2 separate regions of the Pan troglodytes genome follow, and region 2 is linked to region 1. Evidence: chromatin contacts called from public Hi-C data. All regions are on one chromosome and are shown on one strand. Each heading gives the region's core, a stretch centred on a gene start, on an enhancer-like site or on the middle of the called end of the contact. The rest is flanking DNA. Distances are from core to core; before and after follow the strand shown. Region 1 overlaps PLEKHA7 (pleckstrin homology domain containing A7). Region 2 overlaps PLEKHA7 (pleckstrin homology domain containing A7).

Evidence for each region. Hi-C and Micro-C count contacts between places; a contact is called where the count stands out from the background.
Region 2: a contact with region 1 is called in a Hi-C map of induced pluripotent stem cells, with 1.8 times the contacts expected there. The contact joins two enhancer-like sites. A contact is called at or near these places in 2 of 7 Hi-C or Micro-C datasets (induced pluripotent stem cells and stem cell-derived neural progenitor cells).

What each region holds. Positions count from the first base shown.
Region 1 is chr9:20,876,261-20,879,204 of NHGRI_mPanTro3-v2.0_pri, reverse strand. It overlaps PLEKHA7 (pleckstrin homology domain containing A7), which reads left to right. Exons shown (of 30, transcript XM_016920488.4): 24 at 91-194; 25 at 673-873. Among named protein-coding and RNA genes, the nearest start is that of SOX6, 50 kb to the right of the region's middle. Within about 2 kb of position 1,379, at least 3 of the 24 cell types and tissues checked have an H3K27ac peak or open chromatin away from gene starts, as enhancers often do. A contact at or near this core is called in induced pluripotent stem cells, where this site is marked.
Region 2 is chr9:20,969,331-20,972,274 of NHGRI_mPanTro3-v2.0_pri, reverse strand. The region is part of intron 3 of PLEKHA7 (pleckstrin homology domain containing A7); the gene reads left to right. Among named protein-coding and RNA genes, the nearest start is that of PLEKHA7, 140 kb to the left of the region's middle. Within about 2 kb of position 1,519, at least 1 of the 24 cell types and tissues checked has an H3K27ac peak or open chromatin away from gene starts, as enhancers often do. A contact at or near this core is called in induced pluripotent stem cells, where this site is marked.

The DNA.
Region 1 (2,944 bases), core at 130-2,629:
TGGTCCTCCTGCAAGAATGTGTGATGAGGGAGAAGCAGGGACCCATCCACCCCAGCACAAACATGCTTGCACTTCTCTTTCCTCACTAAGGGCTCTCAGGGTCCACGTCAAGGCTCCAGCAGTCGTCCACCATTGCTCCCTACGTCACACTCCGGAGGGGTCTCAATGCCGAAAGCAGCAAGGCGACCTTCCCTGTGAGTGGCCTTGAGCTGTCGAGGACCTCCCTGCTCCTTCACATGGGGAGAGAGGGTCTCCCAGGAGGACAGTAACTGGCCATCCCTTCAGCCCTGGGGATGGCCTCTGGGGTGGCCTCAGCCCCTCCTGAGCTCCCTGTCACCCACTGTCCACCAAGGAGGGCATCCTGCCTTTCTCTCTGGCCTGTCAGGGTGGCAGGAGGGAGCTCAAGAAGCCTGCACCCTGGGTTCTGGCCTCACTGGACAGGCCTGAGCCTAAGTGTCTGCATCTGCAGAATGGGTGCTACTCAGAAAGCTCCTGAGGGTTGGGGGCATCGTGTTGCTTAGAGGAGATAGTTCTCTAAGGCCAAGAGGAGCCCAACTAGAGTGTGCATGTGTGTGAGAGAGAGACAACGGGAATGCAGCCAGCAGGGTGGCCGTCCTCTGCGTGCCCAGCCCAGCTGTTCTGTGTCTCTCTTGCCTGCCTCCTCTTCCTCAGAGACCTAAGAGTGCCTTGGAGCGCCTGTACTCAGGGGATCACCAGCGAGGCAAGATGAGTGCAGAGGAGCAGCTGGAGCGCATGAAGCGACACCAGAAGGCCCTGGTCCGAGAGCGCAAGAGGACACTGGGCCAAGGGGAGAGGACGGGCCTGCCCTCATCTCGCTACCTCAGCCGGCCGCTCCCTGGAGATCTTGGCTCAGTATGTTAGGAGGGGCCAGGCAGCGGGGCAGGGACAGGGAGCCGAGTGCCCCTCAGAGTCCCCCAAACACAAGCACATCACACCTCCCAGTGAGAGAGCTGTCCATTGACCTACATGGTTCAGAGAACACCCCACGGGGCTGTTTGTCCACGACCCAGGCTGGACAAATGCCTGGTCAGAGGGTGACCTGAACCAGAGCTGGAGTGAGGATCAAACAGGCCCAGGAGCCTGAGGAAATACCCAGTCAGTCCTCCCAGCCGCGATGGAGAGGGGCCTTTGCAGGCGTTCGGAATCTCGGCTGAATTCAGGACCTGGGAATACAGGGTTCAGAGAGGAGAGGAGGAAGATGGTGACATGATTTGGTTAGAAGCACAAGCAAACTGATCAGCCTCCCAGACCTGCCAGCAGATGCTGTGTGAGGGTGATGGAGCACGGGGTCACACCCCTGCCCCAAGGGCCACTGGTCTCCCTGGGCTTGCAGTGCAGAGGCCTCAGGGTGTCTGGGATTGCTGGGGAGGCCTGTGCTGCCCCCTGGTGGCGCTTCCTGGCGCTGCGCCCTGTCCACAGTCACCTTAGGTCCCTTTGGAAACATTCCATTTGACTTTTCCCTGTTGTTTGAAATCCCATGTTTCCCTAAACCTCTAGCCTGATTGTTCTTTCCCTAATTCATTGCACAAGCTCCTTTGCTTTTAGTGTTACCGCTCATTGCCTCTCTAATCCTGCCTGATTGTGTTTACAGAAGCTTCTGATTTGCATTGAACATGCTCTAACTGGCCTGTGCTACTTATTACCGGGCTTGTAATAGCGGTTCTTGTCTCCATAGCCTGTTGAGTGTTCCCAGATGTGACTCACCTTTCTGCTGCCCTCTTCATGCAGGCCTACTGACTCATAATTCACTTGTCCCAAAAGCCACCCCACAAGCCTGAGCCAACCTGCTGCCTGACGCCACAGTCATTGGCAGAGGTCTGGGCATTATTAATTTATAAAAATCCATGCTTTACACCTGGACAGTAGACAGGGACTTAAGAGATTGCACGTTTGAATACATTCTCCCAAGACTGAGGTTGTTCGGTTTTAATTCCTATAGTCCAATCACACAATTTCTTATGGAAAACCTTTTGTGTTTCTGGTATTTAATAACTTGAAGGGATAGCAAAATATACTGTATATTCAGAGGGCCTCTCTGCAGCTGCTAGCTCAGACACCAAAGGGGTAAGGCCCAGGACATTCATATCTTTAAAAGCTGCAAACCTGGTAACCTTTAAACTTTTAAAACAAATGTCATATGGGGTAACACTGACCTTTTATAATTTGATGTCTCAAATGTAGAGATTATCTAAAAATCGTAACTTGAATACCTTGTAATTTTTCTCTTAAAAAAGAAGACTTGTGTAAGTCTCTGCATCAACGCCAATAAACATGTTGCTTAATAATAATGGATTGGCGTGGTTCTTCCCCAGGATACCTTATAGAGTCTAGTGAACTTTTCCTGTTTGTGGAAACAATCAGGCTGGGTTTAAATGAGGACTTGTCTCTATTTGGAGCATTTGTGAGCCTGTAAGGAAATGAATGTTTTCTTTGTGAATCATTAAATTGATTTTTTCATCTTTGGAACTTCAATTGCCTAATCCTTTCCAACAATAGTTGGAAACCATCACCTAAGAGTGATTACATTGATTTGGAGTCATTATTGAGAGCTTGTGCATGAATGGGTGAAATGTGCGAATATGGCTCTGGGTTTGGGGTTCTGGAGGGACTTGAGGCATCAAAGACAATCAGGACCATTTGGGGCTTTGAGGTGGATGGATGGGAGAGAGAAGATGGCCTGGGATAGATAAGCATCTGCTTTGGTTTTGCTCAGGGGAAGAGAGGCTTTGAGCCTGCTCTATTCTCAACAACCTGCTCAGCGGTCAAAGGCCTGTGAGGATGCAGGTCCTGGGTCAACAGGAAGTCACCACGGAGCTGGACAGTCATGGTTGGATCTTATCGGTTAGATTTTCCCTCTTGGGAAGCTTGTTACAAAGTTGATACTGTGAAACAGCCTTAGAAACATTCCATTTGATTTAGCATT
Region 2 (2,944 bases), core at 270-2,769, 93 kb before region 1:
ACCTTGCCACTTGCTTGTTATATGATCTTAGAACGGCCCTTGACTCCTTTGGGCCTCAGTTTCCTCTTTTGTGAAATGAAGATAATATAATTTACCTCCTAGGGTTTTATGCCTTTTAGGTTGATACATAGCAAGTAGGTCTGCTTTGCTTTTCTATGACGACACCCACTCTGAACTCTGTGTGTGTGTGTGTGAATATGTATATATACATATGAAATATATATTTATATGTACTTATGACCATATCAGTCTATTCTATTGGATTATAAGCTACTATTCTGTGGGGGTGATTATGATCTAATCATTATTTTTCTCCAAAGCACTCAGAGGGCTAAGCAAATAGTTGGGCTTTAATAAGTGTTGAATGTGTGGGGTTTGTGCTCTTAAACCTAATCCAGTCTTTTTAGTGATGGACTTTTGATTAATTAGGCTGTGTCTGTAGGCTAGGGTATACCTCTTCTGTGACCAAAACAGTTCTGTCCAAGCAAATGCCCTTGTTAGGATAATATGCCAGCATGGCTTGTGAGTCATTCATTCATTCTGCTATGGCAGTTCGATATTTTGTAGGGCTTGGTGTTTAATATGATAGTTTGGGGAGCTTTCTTTAAAAATATATAAAATTGCAGAAAGCATGTAAACACATTGGTAGGGCTCTTCCTGGGACCTGGAGGAGGCTTGTGAAAGTGAGGGGCCCTAAAGCTTGAGCTTCTTCGGTTTAACAGTAAATCATCTCCACATTTAAAGATTTATGGAACATTCACTACAGGTAGTATTAGGAGTTACGAAGGATATGGGGGTTTCTAAAAGGGAAAAGATGGATACGAGTTTTAGTAATACAGTCATCCTAAGTAGCCTCAGGACAAAACCCCTTGTATTTTTTTCATTCAAATATTTGTGGAATACCTACTATGTGCCAGGCATTATGCTAAGCCCTGGAACATAGCTGTGAAAACACTAGTCTCTGCCCCATGGAGCTCATATTCAAGTGTCACCTGCACTGTGACTTGTAGAACTACGTAGGTTGCAATGAAAAGAGCCACAGTGTTGATCTTTCACTTTGGTGCCTGGTTTCTCTTTTTAACCCCTCTGCCCTTCTCGTTTTCAGACCTGTTCTGGGAGTGAGTGCCACATGGTTAAATCGGTGCTGAGAGAACCTTAGCCATCCCAAGCACTGATGAAAGAATCATTGTTACCAGGGGGAGTGGGTTTGCTGACCTGTAACCACTCAAACCTTTCCCTGCCCTGACTGGTATGAAATATTGATAAGGAGCCATTGTTTCTTCACCAAAGATAGGCTCTGTTTTGGGGCTTTCAGCTCAGCATGGTAGGGCAAACCTGAATGAGCAATTTGTTCTGAATCCAGAGCTGTAGGTAGGGGTGTTTCTTTATGTCCTGGTTCTAGAGGGGCAGCCAACCCCATGGTCTCAAAGAACGGAAGAATTGGATTCTAGAGACGTGAAGTGCTTGCCTGGTTGATTACCTCTAGCCACTGCTCCCCTTGGCCACAGTGGGGCAGTGACTCAGAGCTGGAACTGTGTTCCTGCCTGGTTGCCAGATGTTGTGTGGGGGGTGGAGAGGAAGGAGAATGAATGAGCAGGAGCAAGTGGCTGCTGGATTTGTAACACCTTGGGAGGCAGCTGCTCAAGAACCGAAATTGAGAGACAGCAGGCAGGCTGGGAGTCTCCCTCCCTGTCTGACCTGAACCTAAGATTTAATAAGGTGGTGCAGCTGGGGAAGACACTATCCGAACGTGGAGCCCAAAGGGAGGGTGAGTGTGTCCCCTGCCTTTTCCGGTAAGAACAAGAAAGCAGGTTAGTCCTGTACTGGTTTCATAGGGATTCAGTTTGCTGTGGTATATTCTGATTCATGAAAGTCAAGTAATGACTGAGAGAAAGGGAGTTTTTGATGGTTGGGAGCACCTATAGTTAAATAAAAACAACCACCATCCAATGTAATTGGGCGTAAATAAGACATAAGTATCATTAACTACACCTCCCTGATGTTATTACAGAGTAATTTTGTTGGCAGGTGAGGTTGGGGAGGACAACTGGTCTGCCTCTGTCTCTGTGTTTGCAGTTGTGTGTAGTGTTGTTACATTTCAGTCTGTAGCTCTGTGGATGACAGTTTGAGATGAACTGCAGCATCTTAAAATGCTACAGCTGGAGGGAACATCCTGGAAACATCTCCTGCTCCAGCCTTCTCATTTTACAGTTGGGGAAACTGACTTATTTAAGTGTACTAAATGGAAGCATAAAACTGGGTGTTCTAAGATTAAAAATGTTTCACAGGACAGGTTTGAAAACTTCTATAGAATGCGGCTTTTCTCGGGCCGCAGTTTCTGAACCTGTCGGGGATGGAAGTGTGGCTGGTGGAAGGTGCCTCTTGATCTTAAACCACTTTGCCTGCCAGGTGAGTTCTTTAAATAGAAATTTAAACAGGAGGCTGGGTGCTGTGCCTTAACTCAAAGGGAAGAAAAGAAAGCGTGTTCTTGAGCCTCTGTCCTAGAGCAGGCTGAACATGCTGGAGTCTGCAATGTGGAAAAAGGCAAAACAACTCTATTGGAGTGCAGTTTTAGAGCTAGCAGAAGATAAATATAGCAGGCACTGAAGGTTGAAGTGTCTACTGTGGGCTGGGATGTTATCAGTGTTCTTTATAACAACAATGCAGAGTCGGAATTAATCTTTTCTTTACAGATAAACTCAGAAAAGCCACTAACTCGCTCAAGGTCATGCACTACCAGTGTGTGGCAGAGCTAGGATTTGAATTCCAGTTTGTGTGGCTCTGATCTGCCTGGGCTTCCTGCAGGCCTGTGTGGCCTTTCTAGATGGAGAACCTACCTGCACCCCCCATTTTACAGATGAGAAAACTGAGGCCCAGGGAGGTTGAGTAGTTGCTTGGGCTGTAGAGCTAGCTGGTAGTGACAAGGCTGGTACTCAGCTCCTGT